Regions from separate parts of the Mus musculus genome. Here region 2 is linked to region 1. A link is a contact called in public ChIA-PET data. All regions are on one chromosome and are shown on one strand. The core of a region is the stretch at or near the end of the contact, and the rest is flanking DNA. Distances in the headings are between cores, read along the strand shown.

What was found. ChIA-PET counts read pairs in DNA pulled down with a chosen protein or histone mark.
Region 2: a contact with region 1 is called in an SMC1A ChIA-PET map of the G1E-ER4 cell line, with 5 read pairs. The contact joins two enhancer-like sites. A contact is called at or near these places in 2 of 15 datasets of contacts at CTCF or cohesin (the G1E-ER4 cell line and pro-B cells), 9 of 484 Hi-C or Micro-C datasets (CD4 T cells, the N1E-115 cell line, cerebral cortex and 5 more), 1 of 115 datasets of contacts at active chromatin or transcription factors (embryonic stem cells) and 3 of 9 other capture datasets (adipose tissue, liver and pancreatic islet).

Annotation. Positions count from the first base shown.
Region 1 is chr17:30,344,054-30,350,235 of GRCm38.p6, forward strand. The region is part of intron 6 of Btbd9 (BTB (POZ) domain containing 9); the gene reads right to left. Among named protein-coding and RNA genes, the nearest start is that of Btbd9, 230 kb to the right of the region's middle. Within about 2 kb of position 2,403, at least 67 of the 459 cell types and tissues checked have an H3K27ac peak or open chromatin away from gene starts, as enhancers often do. A contact at or near this core is called in the G1E-ER4 cell line, where this site is marked.
Region 2 is chr17:30,450,725-30,456,906 of GRCm38.p6, forward strand. All of the region lies in intron 6 of Btbd9 (BTB (POZ) domain containing 9), which reads right to left. Among named protein-coding and RNA genes, the nearest start is that of Btbd9, 120 kb to the right of the region's middle. Within about 2 kb of position 2,832, at least 12 of the 459 cell types and tissues checked have an H3K27ac peak or open chromatin away from gene starts, as enhancers often do. A contact at or near this core is called in the G1E-ER4 cell line, where this site is marked.

The sequences.
Region 1 (6,182 bases), core at 1,153-3,652:
CTCAGGGCTGCCCAAGTCTAGTGGGTGACAGATTTTGCCACAGAAGCTTGTCCTCCAGTTTCCCAACAACAAGGCACATTTCTACACTAATTTCAATGTGATTCCTATGAAAGACTTAGTCAGGTCTTTAGATCTTGAGCACAAGTAAAGCAGGGACGGGAAGATGCTCCATGTGGCACTGTAGAGCTGCCTATAGCAGGAGCTGAGGCCTTTCTTTGCTGGTCCACACCCATGGTGCTGAAGTTCAACGGATGTCTGTCTACCATCCACATCTCCTGTGGATTCACAAACTGTTTGAGAGGTGGGACAGTTTAGCAATGATTTTCTTCCTCCCCAAAATGTCTTTAGAGTCCAAGCCTGAAGACTCCTGCCTTGGGCTCTCCTGGTATAGCATTAGTGCTAGGACAGTGGGCAGAGAGAGCACCAAGCCCTACACTGTTTCACAATGGGAAGGGGCACTTGCTCTCACTAGGGGGAAGGTTCTCTCCTGTCTCCAGGAGCCACTGCTGCCCCTCTAGTGCTTGGCCTCTGCTCTCAAGTCAAAGCTGCCTTTACTGTTAGTTTCTCTTTAATTTTAAAAGTAACATTCTATGTGCACATAGTTAAAAGTCAAATTGCCTGTAAGGCTTGCTATGACAAATGTCCCATGCTCCATTTCCTCCCCTTCCCAGAGGAAGCGCTGTTATCTGCTTTAATTCATTATTTTAGGATTTATCTTGCATCTATAATCAACGGGCTTCTGATGCTATTTCTTGATCTTCTGGTTTTAGGCTTTATCGACCAATGTTACTGCAGCAGACAAGGATTTAGCTTTCCCTCTCCAACTGTACCATTCCCATCCCCCAATGTAGATTGTACCTTCAGCTGGATCAATACTTACTGTTTACATTATGATTATGTAAATGTTATTCACATCTAATTCCTGCACAGGGTCTTCCTAGTTAGCAATGAGATTAGGTTGTTTTGTTTTTCTTTGTTTGGAACAGGGTCTCACATATCTCAGGCTGGCCTCAACTGTGAAGGAATCTGTGTGCCTGATCTCACCAAAAGCTAGGGTGACAGGCATGTGCCACCAAAGGACCATGGCTCAAGGGATTTTTGCTTTGCTTAATTTTCTAGGAACTCCACATAAACCCTTTCTTCCAGTAGCTCTCGCTCAGCTGATGTGCTGCTCTCAACATCCTGAGGCATCAAGGAGATGTAGTAATTGCTTTCTTTTCAAGCTATCTTCCTAGGTCTCCTGGCCAGGCACAGCCAAGCCTGGCCCCCTCTAGCTCCCACCCCACCCCACAGCCGTTTTTATGTCTCTCCTCCTCTCTGCAGTTTTGTTCTGTGACTTTGGTGGAGCACACGCTTACCAAAAGCTTCCTGAGAAATGGTTTCTGGAAGATGAATAGTTACAGACTTTGAGCCACCTTCTAGTACGCCTTCCTGTTTGGCTGCCATTGTATGTGGTATGGGCCTTTAAACTACCAACTGTTTTCCTCGGGAGCTCTGAGAAGAGTATCATTTTGTCAGTCAACTGCTTTGGTACTGAAAGACCATTGTACTATCTGACCACAGCCTGCTCTAGAAGCGCATGGATTACGTCTAGATGCCCCATTCTCAGAAATTACATGAAGATGAGCCTGGGGTGGGTTTTGCCATCTAGAAACCCACACATTGCACAAAATTTCAATTGTTAGTCTTGACTTCTTCCCCAGGGCCTTTTCTCAATGACACTTGACGTTTGGATTACCAGAACCTTATGAGACCCTGTGAACCCTGACCTGCACTTTTATGCCTTCCCTTCAGCATAAGTCTTTTCATTGGTTTCATCTCCTTTCTTGGAGAGTTCAACCTCAGTGTCTAGGCTGCTTACTGATATTCTGATTCCGCTTTAATACAGCAACTCTCTAACAATACTTCCTATTCTCTAACTCTTCCTTCTCATGGCATTCTTGGTATAAAACTGCTGTTGTTTGTTAATCTCTCTAAAGATGGCAATGGCTTTTTGAAGTTTTCATTTCCCTATATACAAGCAAACAAACAACAGAAACAGGCAACTGTGGGCAAAAGCCCCCTTTTAGGTCCTTCAGCTTACCTTCTCATGGGCTGGCCAGATTAACTAGGGAGAGATCTCTAACTCGCTGCAAGGAAGAAGGATAAGGACCGAGATGCTAGTGTTCTGGAAGCAAGTCATAAAGCTGGACCCAAAACTGCCCATCTCTGTGCATATGGGTGTGTGTGTGTGTGCGCGCGAGTGTGTTAGGGTATTAACAATGCAGGGTTCTGTCTCTACAAGTGATGAGTTCACCCCTGAAGTATGGCCCTTCTTAACTGTGCACCCCTGGCTTAGCATGCTCTTATTTTGCCCTCATCAGTTAAGTTCCCAGTTTTGCACTCTGGCTGGGGAGAACGGTCAGGTTGTATGCAGTGGGGAAGTGGGCACTGGTCCTCCTCCCTTCAGCCCTTTCCTGCCCGGTGCACTGTTGGTGCTGTGCAGGTGCCTCGTGCCTTTCTGAGGGTGCACTTGTTCATGGGCTTCACAGTTTGCTCTTTTCCATATGATCAGGGTTTATGTCTACACAGCCTTGCTTGTGTTTTGCTAGGGTTCTGTTCTGAAGGGTGTGAGAACTGAGGTATGTTCACGGTGTGACCACCACTAAAGCCTTCACTACCTGTCATAAGGGAATGCCCATCTCTTTGGATATTCAGAGTTCCAGCAAGGACCTGTAGGGCCTTTTGCAGTCTGAGACCTGTAGCCTTCAAGTTTCTGTGGCCACTTGAAAACTGGTAGGCAGGACCATTTCCATCTCCACTTCAGCCTTCGGGCTACAATTCTATTCCTTATCCATTCCCTTCCAACTGCCTCTCCAGCCTCTTAGCCCCAGTCCTCCTACCAGGTCCTCAAATATTTGTCTTAGCCAACAGAGCCATTTCATCTTCTAGGCTGTTATTTTCACTAATTAAATGTCCGAACAAGGAGACATCCAGACAGTCCTATAAATTATCACCATTCTGCGGGAAGATTCAAACGACTGACTAGTTTTGTTAGCCGCAGTCTTTCTCCCCTGGGTAGAAAGGGGGATGTGTTAATTCCCACTGGGTAAAGATAAAGTAATTCAGCTCATCGGCACACTGCCACAGCTGCACAGATGGCCCCGGCCGCTCTGTTTATCTTGATAACTGTGGAAAACACCATCTCCTCCCCTTGCCTCTCTCCAGCACAATCACCAGCTCCACATGTACACCGGCTGATTGCAACCCTCTGGAGCAGAGACCTGTCTGGTGTTCTTCCTGCATATCTGCCATGCACCCTTCCTTTGTTGCTGCCGCCTCAGATAACAGCTGCTGCAGGGTACCTGATAGACTCAGCTGTGGGTCCTCTGGATGCTCCCAAATACCCCAGCTCAGCCAGCTGCATCAAAGCAGAGCCGTGGGAAGTAAGCACGAAAGGAGGCGGAAGCGCACAGTCACACCCTCTTTAATCATTATACCTACTGCAGCAGCTGTAGCAGCAGGAGGCAGAGGCCCGGGGCAGGGATGCAAAGATCTAATAGCTCCTGGCCTGCCAAGGATACCTTCTGGGATGCCAAGTGGGATGCCGAGTGGGATACTGGGAGAGCAAAACCCAGGGAGAGTACATCAGGACCCACTGCCTTAACTACTTGATCAGGAAGCCCAAGGAAAGCATTAGACGGGCTGTTCTCCTGGGCTGGAGTGAGTCACACAGGAGTAAGGCCAGACACAATGTTTTCAATCTCTGTTGCCTCTGTCCATCTCAGTACAGTCCAGTTAAACATAACGGCCACCATCCTTGTATGTCAGGACAAGTCTCACATCTCAGGACACTGCTCAGTCTCAGGAAACCGAGTTCATCCAGGCCACCAGCAGCCACTTCCACTCTGGAGGCACTGAAGCCGAGTTGATTCACATACATCTCACTCAGCACCTCCATCTTTCGGGCCCACTCACTCCCACCCCACAGCCACTCCTTGGCCTGTACCACACAGTTACAAACAAGGGTGGCAACGGTCAAGGCCTGCTTGTGCCTGACCTGCCCCAGAAGCCAAGGCTATGTTGACTCAGCTCACCCAGTTTCTTTTCTAGAGACCCTGTCAGAAGTGCAAGGCATGGAGCCCACAGAGCTGAATCAAAACAACCATGGCAGAGACTGAAAATCAAGCTTGTCTCAGTGTACAGGGAAACAGCGCCTCCCTGAATAACTTCACTGCTAAAGCTTAGAAGGACAAAGCCAGAGAACACTCCCTGGCCCAGGGCTGGATAATTCTGTGTGAACATCACTCTGGCTTGCTTTGCCCTCCCCTGCTCTGGCCAGCATCAGGCCACTTCACTGCTTACTATCAGGGAGGTAGATGGAAGGCAACTTCTCCACTTGAAGGCAGATTTCTCAGGAAGAATGCTCAAGCTCTGGGCTCATAAGTAGGAAGGGAGGATGGGTGTGGAAGCTGGGGTAAAATCTGTTAATAATTTGACTCCTTCTAACTCTCAAACTGAGAAAACTGCTGAGTCCATTTGCACTGGAAGACTAGGAAAACTGTAAGCATCAGACAAGAAAACCAATGGCTAAACTATACAAGATCCCAGCTTTTAAAGAATTATTTTAACAGCCATCACAGGCAATGGTAATATTAGCAATTAACAATAAACAAAAACTTGTACGTTTATATATGATTCTTTAATATTCTTATAGCCTCAATCAGAGAGACCATTAATTCAGACTGAGTGTGAACTATCACGTTCATAAAGACACCTGAATGAACAACTCAGATTTTGCTTCTTCATTGGCTATTTGGAAGCCTGCTTCCTTATCTGTAGAGGGGAGAGTAATGGTATCTAATTTAAGGGAATTTACAGGAACCAGGCACAGAGTAAATGTTCAGTTAAGAGGGGAGGCATATTGTAAGTACTCAAAAATGTGGGTGGGCACATTTCTCAGTTTGCTTAGCATTTTTATTGGGTAACTCTCATATGCTGAACCCTTTTAGACACGAGATAAGGAAACAAATGTGAACAAGTCAATTCCTAAAAGGGCTACTATTTTAATGTAGACGAAACTTCAATACCAATTAATAAAGAGCGTGTGAACTCTACCCTAGCAGCATGGTGGCTCGTGGCCATGCTGCCTCACCCAGACAGGGATGACCGGCAGAGAAGCTTCCTAGATGTGACTGCTCAGGACCAGGACATGACAAGGAAGAGGTGAAAGGAACCGGGAACGGAAAAGTCAAGGCAGGAGAACAGCATGTCTAGGGAGGAGAGAGCCAGAAAGACTGGGCAGAGCAACAGAGCTGAGGCTGGACTGGTCTGGCCTGGAGCAGCCACGGTGCAAACAGTGACTGCAAGGGCAGCAGGATGGAGGGCAGGCGAGGGCAGAGAACACAAGAGAATGTTTCAGTGACTAGCACACAGAGGTGACTTTAGGAACTGTAAATGCTGTGGGAGGAGGGGTGGGGACAGAGAGGTGGAGGTTGCTGCTTCCTGCTGTGTAGTGGGAACAGGCTCAGACATAATCACACCCCTTTCTTGGTTTAGTGAAGGGCTCCTTGCATGCCCCATGAACCTACCTAAGTGTACAGGGTGTAGATGAGTGGTTCCTTAATCAGATCAGTGTCAGACTCGTTTGAGGAATTTTAGAAATGCATGCATGCTACTCTTACAGTGTGATTTAACTGAAGTGAGGCAGATTGTCTAATATATGTCTCAGCTCGGAAACCATTAGTCTAAATCAGTAGTTCTCAACCTATGGGTTTCGACCTCTTTGGTGGTCAAACGACCCTTTTACAGGGGTCAACTAAGAGCATTGGAAAACACAGATGTTTATGTTATGATTTATAACAGCAGCAAATTGACAAGTATGAAGTGACAACCAAAATAACCACATGGCTGCAGCCTTAGGATTGAGAGCCAATGGCCTAAATTATAATGAGCACAGCACAGCCACACATAAAAGCACACACTACAGAAGCAAAGACTAAGTATTTGGGGTTAACATTCCTTTGGAATACTGGACTGCTGGACCACATTTTCAGTGTCTTTGTTTAGTTTTGGCACTATTACTATCTATGCCTACTTATTAAAGACAAGCATCTACTTTATGCACCATGTCCACGGCCACTTGTTCCAAGAAGGCTTAGTTTCTCCCCTGTCGATGTAAGTCTCCCATCTACTGCAGCGTG
Region 2 (6,182 bases), core at 1,582-4,081, 110 kb after region 1:
TGGCTTAATGGGTCATCCTAGAAAGAATATGGAAGACTTTGTTGCTGGGAGTAATGTGTTGACCTGGCCCAAGAGATTTCAAAGGAGAAGAATTTCAGAATGTGGCATAAAGACTGTTTTTGTGGTATTTTGGTGAAGAATGTGGCTACTTTTTGCCCTTGTCTGAAAAGTCTGCCTGAGACTAAGGTAAAGAGACTCAGATTAATTACATTGACAAAGAAAGTTTCAAAAAAGCCCAGAAGAGACTTTATTCTCTGGTTAAGTCTTATGAAGATTAGTTTGAACAAGCATAGCAAGCTTAGCAAGGAAAAATATAAAATATATGGTTCGAGTATTAAACGGGTACCACGAAGTGAAATGGAGCAAAATCCTGTGTTCTAGGAGATAACAGATTAAGGGAGTGGGACCTTGGGGCAAGATCCTACCCAGCTAAATTTAGATCCAGGCAAGGTGGTACACACCTTTAATCCCAGGACACAGGCATGTTGATCTCTGCGTTCAAGGTCAATCTACAAAGCAAAGACCAGGATAGCCAAGCTTAGGCAGTGAAGGATTTGGAAAACAGAAAGCCAGTGATAATGTAATAGTACAAGGGGGTCATGTTCTAGTTCCTGCAAGCAGCAGAACTCCACAGCTTCAGCCATGTGGCTCTGGCTCTAGAGTTAAGAATGGAAGGAACTACTGGGAAAATTGATGCTGGTTAGCTGGAGCTAAGGCATTAGCAATGATTAAGAAGAGACCAGCATCACTGAGGTGAAATCTTCTGGGAATTGTTTTCTGGGAGCACAAAGAAGCTGTGTTCCAGAGATAGCCAAGGTTGTACCTCGTGCTGCAGCTGGACTTGGTAATGTGTAAGAGTCACTAAGGTGGTACTGGTTTTGAAAGCATGAAGGGGTTATGAAGAGCAGCTGAGGCTCGGCACTGTGAGAGACCATGGAAGGCCATTGGTGAAGGTGCAGCCTCAGTTGTAGTTGATGGCCCAGGACTGAATGGGTCATGCAAAGGATTTGAGGCTTGGCACCATGAAGAGAACCTATGAGAGGCCATTGAAGCCTAGTTGGAGTGTAACACCCTTGTGTATTGGAGATGTCAGTACCATGGGATGATCACCAAGAACAGCAGCCGTAGTGGAGTGGATCAACCTAAGCTTAGAGTGCTACAGAGGGCAGAGCTGGAGAAGTGATGCCAGCGTGCTGTTGTTTTTTTATAAGACTTGCCTTGGTCATGGTGTCTGTTCACAGCAGTAAAACCCTAACTAAGACAGCTAGTGTGAACCCTTTCTCAAGGTGATCATGTGATTTCCTGAGTCACTTGGGAGACTACTGAGGCTAGATATGGACATAAGAGATCAAGAGATGCACACTGAAACTGCAATGGGGAGACTGTGCAAGCTTGAGGTGAAACAGAAAAGCTGTTCTAGGTCCTCACATTGAGAAATGACTCTCTGGGGGTAATTTCCTGTGCTAATTAGCCTGAGACACTAAAGGGGGCAAAAAGACAAACTCCAGCTGGGCGGTGGTGGCACACGCCTTTAATCCCAGCACTTGGGAGGCAGAGGCAGGCGGATTTCTGAGTTCGAGGCCAGCCTGGTCTACGAAGTGAGTGCCAGGAGAGCCAGGGCTACACAGAGAAACCCTGTCTCGAAAAAACAAAACAAAACAAAACAACAAACTCCAACACAGAGAAGACATGATCTCAAGGACACGATACAAAGTTCCAGGACAGACAAAAGTAATGCCCTTCACTCACAGCGAGTTCCCACAAACACGGCAAGGCTGCATGACAGACACCACATGTTTTGGAGGCTGCTGCACTGGCAAGAAAGGTGATGTGTTGGCAGACTAACAGCACACTCTGGCCACTGTGCCAACTCGGACCTAAACCTGGCTACACAGGCCTGAGACACCACATCAGCCAGCCAAAGCCCTGCCCCGCCATTGCTAAGTAAGGAGTATGTATACACACGTATTTAACGAGCGATCATTTTTCCTTGCATAATTAGTAGTGACAGCTGTTCATGTGTTCACTTCATTGCTACCTTAGTACTTATCTATCTTCCCTACCTTAGCACTGATTAAAACATACAATGTCTTTAGGAAATGTCCTACCTTATGATTCAATCTTAGCTGTCAAATACTGGCAACAGTACATCTCTTAAGGAAATCAGCTTGTCTGTTTGTACACACCAAGAAAAAAAAAATCTCATTCTTAAGTGAGAAGAAACCAAAGTACAGAAAATAAAAGAAACCCAATCCGTGCCATCCTTGGTCCTCCACCCAGCCTGACAACGCAATCCATGCCAACCTCAGTTCTTCAGCTGTCGCTATAACAATCAAACCAACACTCCCTCATGCCGCCATGACAGTCAACATATCTCATTCATCTCTTCTCTGTCCGGTTCCATTTTCAATCCTGTTTATTGTCTTTCATGTTGAGAGACTACTTTCCAAACTATGGGGAGGGTAAGACTATCATGAAAGAAGCTTTTTGGTCAGGGTTAAATTCCCACTAAAGTAAAATTCCTTCACTGCTTGCTTTGTCATGGATAACATGGGAAAAGAATAACCAGATCTCATTTAGAGGAAAACCCACACACAGAACAGCCTAAGGCAATGTGTAAGGCAGAGAGAAACAAAGGCCAGACTTCCCACCAGAGACCCCACCAGGCCTCCAGTATCTGTTGCCATTCAGCCGGTGGGCGGGCACCTTTTACAGGAGGAAGATGGTGGGAGGGCTGACAGTTACAGGAGCAGGAGACTGGAGCTGTACCCTCCATTTCCAGCAGTAAAAGGGGGCTGACACGTCCACCTACTAAGACAGTGTGTGCAAGGATCAAATGCAGAGAAGAGCTCCAGGAGCAGAGGAGGGAGGTAACATAATCTAAACCCTGCATCACTCACTCTCCAGCAGCCTCCTTCAGAAGCTCCTCAGCTTCTACCCGAGAGCCAGCACACTGTGGTTCAATTAGCGGTGACACCGGACAATGATACTTTGTGGGAGAGCTTGTGTGTGCACAGGTACACAAACACACAGCACACAAACAACGTAATACTTATAGTATGGTAAGGAAAATTACAATGTACACAAACATGAATTCATTAAAAACCTGTTAACCCTCAGTGTGCTGAAAGACTGCATTTTCCGTACAAAATCACCTTTCAAGCTTTCCATTTAAAATTTCATTCCCAAAATATTGCCATGCACATAAAAATTACAATGATATAAAAGTATGATAAACAGTTGATGAACCTTGTTTATAGGATTTTGGAAAACCTAAACAATTTAAATGTAGAATTTTATCTAAAAATAAGGAGATATTTATGTACTTTAGCGCTTAAAATTTCTTCGAATTATGAACAAAATCTCCAGAGTTTAGGAAAGTAAGATAGCTTGTTTCGAGCTAACAATTATTTTGAGAGAGCAAAAGTTTCTTTCTCCAGCACCTGCAGAAACAGTGTTTACTGAGAAAGAATGACTTGTGTCTACAGACAGAGGGCTGTAATGGGCAGTTTTGGTGGAACACATCACAGCAGTGCAAGCCAGCTGCCACAAACCTGTCGTCTGGTTTTGACTTGGACTCATCTGATTTCTGAGAGCAGTCAGAGCTTGGAGAACAGCGGGGCATTTGCTTTGCTGACTACTGAGAGTCAATGGTGGCATGGGCTGGGCTCACAGGGTCCTCCGGCAGGATGCCTGAGAAAAGAGAGTTCTCATTCGTCTTGCAGGTGCCAGGATAAGGGCTGTCACATGGGACATTCCTTCTCTCTGTTTAAATACTGAGAGTAATTTTCATTTAAGAAGAACAGTACTATGAACCTCCTTCATTGAAAGAATGAGTTTTAGCAGAAAAGGACCTCCAGTTAACCTAGTGTAGCCGTAGTTACACTGAATGCAAATTTAAAATAAAAACAGAGTGTGGAATGGGGGGGAGGGGGCAGGGCTGAGGACAGCATTGACTTGTGCCAGCCTGGGCTTGACGGAAGCCTCTCTGTAGTCTGATCATGCAATGAAACTGATTTAGTGGTTTTTGTTATAATTAGTCACATTAATTAATGCTAAAAAACAATGTTAACAGTATATTATTTTCATCTAGTTAAATAAAGGATTATACACATTTGTGTAAATTACACAGCATTAAACATTTAAATAACTTGAAATGAAGCCATTACTGTCATTCAAACAAGTTTCCACAGCTAAAGGCTGAATGTTAAGTATGAACGGATTCAGTATTACAAGAATATGAATCCTTTATCTTTGAAGAAAAATGAGAGTTGATGACTTCTCCCTTGAAAAAAGTGGTTTGCAGTGGCATAGCGCCCTCCAGTGGCCAAGTGTTCAAAATGCAAGTCTCAGAGGCCACTGTTCCATTCTTTTCACACTGAACAAAGGGAGTAACATGAGCGCCTTTATTTATTTATTTATTTATTCATTTATTTATTTAATTTTTTTTTTTTAAAGATTTATTTATTTATTATATGGAAGTACATTGTAGCTGTCTTCAGACACTCCAGAAGAGGGCGTCAGATCTCGTTACGGATGGTTGTGAGCCACCATGTGGTTGCTGGGATTTGAACTCTGGACCTTCGGAAGAGCAGTCGGGTGCTCTTACCCACTGAGCCATCTCACCAGCCCTATTTATTTATTTTTAACACGAGTGCTTATCTCGTCACATTTATCATGTCATACTATCTTCCCACTGTTACTTTTCCCTCACAAAATTTAAACCTCTTTATTCAAATCTCATTTGTTCCTTCTAAGACAAGCTCTGAGGGACAGGAGACAGACAGAGCCTCACACGGGTTCAGGGCTTCAGGAGAAGCGAGTGGATCCCTCCAGTCCCAGGCCAGTGGCTGGCCTTCTGCAGTAGAAACTGACAACTGACTCCTAAACGTTCAAATTTAAACAAGATCATAAAAATCACGGGACACTCTTCTGTTACACAACCTGTGAGCATTGTAACAGCAAGTTAGGGTCATAAAGTATCCGGTACTCTCTTTCTGTGTGTCAACAGTTTTCTAGAGCCAAATAGTTTTCCTGAGGTGGCAGGAAGCAGCTCCCTCAAGCTAATACAAAATGCTTCTGATCCCGCCCCCCAAACATTGATCTTTCATAGTCAAAGGATCATACTTTCATTCACAATAAGAACCAAAATGAGTAAGGTTGTTATAACATTCCCAGTTTTCTACTCATAAAAAGCCATAAGGCATGAAAACACTGCCCCAGATCATAAATCAAACAGTTACTGAGTAGAATGAACTAGGCTGTTTTCAAGAGAATAATACAAATTAATGATTTTCCTCTTTTGTTTATGCAAAAAATATAAAGCTTTGAACATGTTGGAAAATAGTCAGTCTTGTCATAGGAACCAAGGATGCAGTGCTACAATGACAGCAACAGTTCAGGTCCAAACTCAGACCGCTCTGTGGCGAGCAGAAAGTCTTCATCTATGTACAAGGAACAATGGGTTCCCATCTCATGCCAACACTGAGGGTTCAATTTCACAATATAAGAGCTACATCTGGCCCTACCACCTCAAACATGCACAGAACATCTTCAAAGATGTCAGTTCTCTTCTCTGGCCCCTCTGACGACTGAAAATTGCAAAAGACCCATCGCACAGGGAGGGGCACTTGAGGTGGAGTTAGTGGACTGGGAAGCACTCAGCGGAACCAGTGAACCTCCTTACAGCGGCTTTCTATACAAGTCCAGCCCTTTACTGCCCCACACTGAAGAGCCGGGAGGTTGCGGTCTGTTTACTTCACTCACCGTACACAGAAGGGCCGCTGGCATGGGAGTGAGTCTGAGTGAGGCTGGCAGACAGGGCCTCGCTGACCTTGCAGGGACATCTGGAAAGTAAGGACACTGAAGAGGAGGAACGGTAGCGCAGCCCCACGGGATGCTCACAGGGAACAGGATGTGCTCAGGAATAAAAATGCCTCACTTAAGCCATCTCAATTACTTCACCTGCTTCTTCCTAGTTACGGGTTTAAAGCGGGATGACAGAAGACAGTAGGGGAGTCAAGCTTCCCAACCTTTGAGCAGGGGGAGCTGGGCATGAGTGTAACCTCAAAGGACACAGCACACGGAGGACACTGGAAAGGAGCCTCACACCCTGTATGACAATGATAAAGCAAATGAGCACCATGAGGTGAAAGTGACCTACACCGGACTCTGTCAAGCTT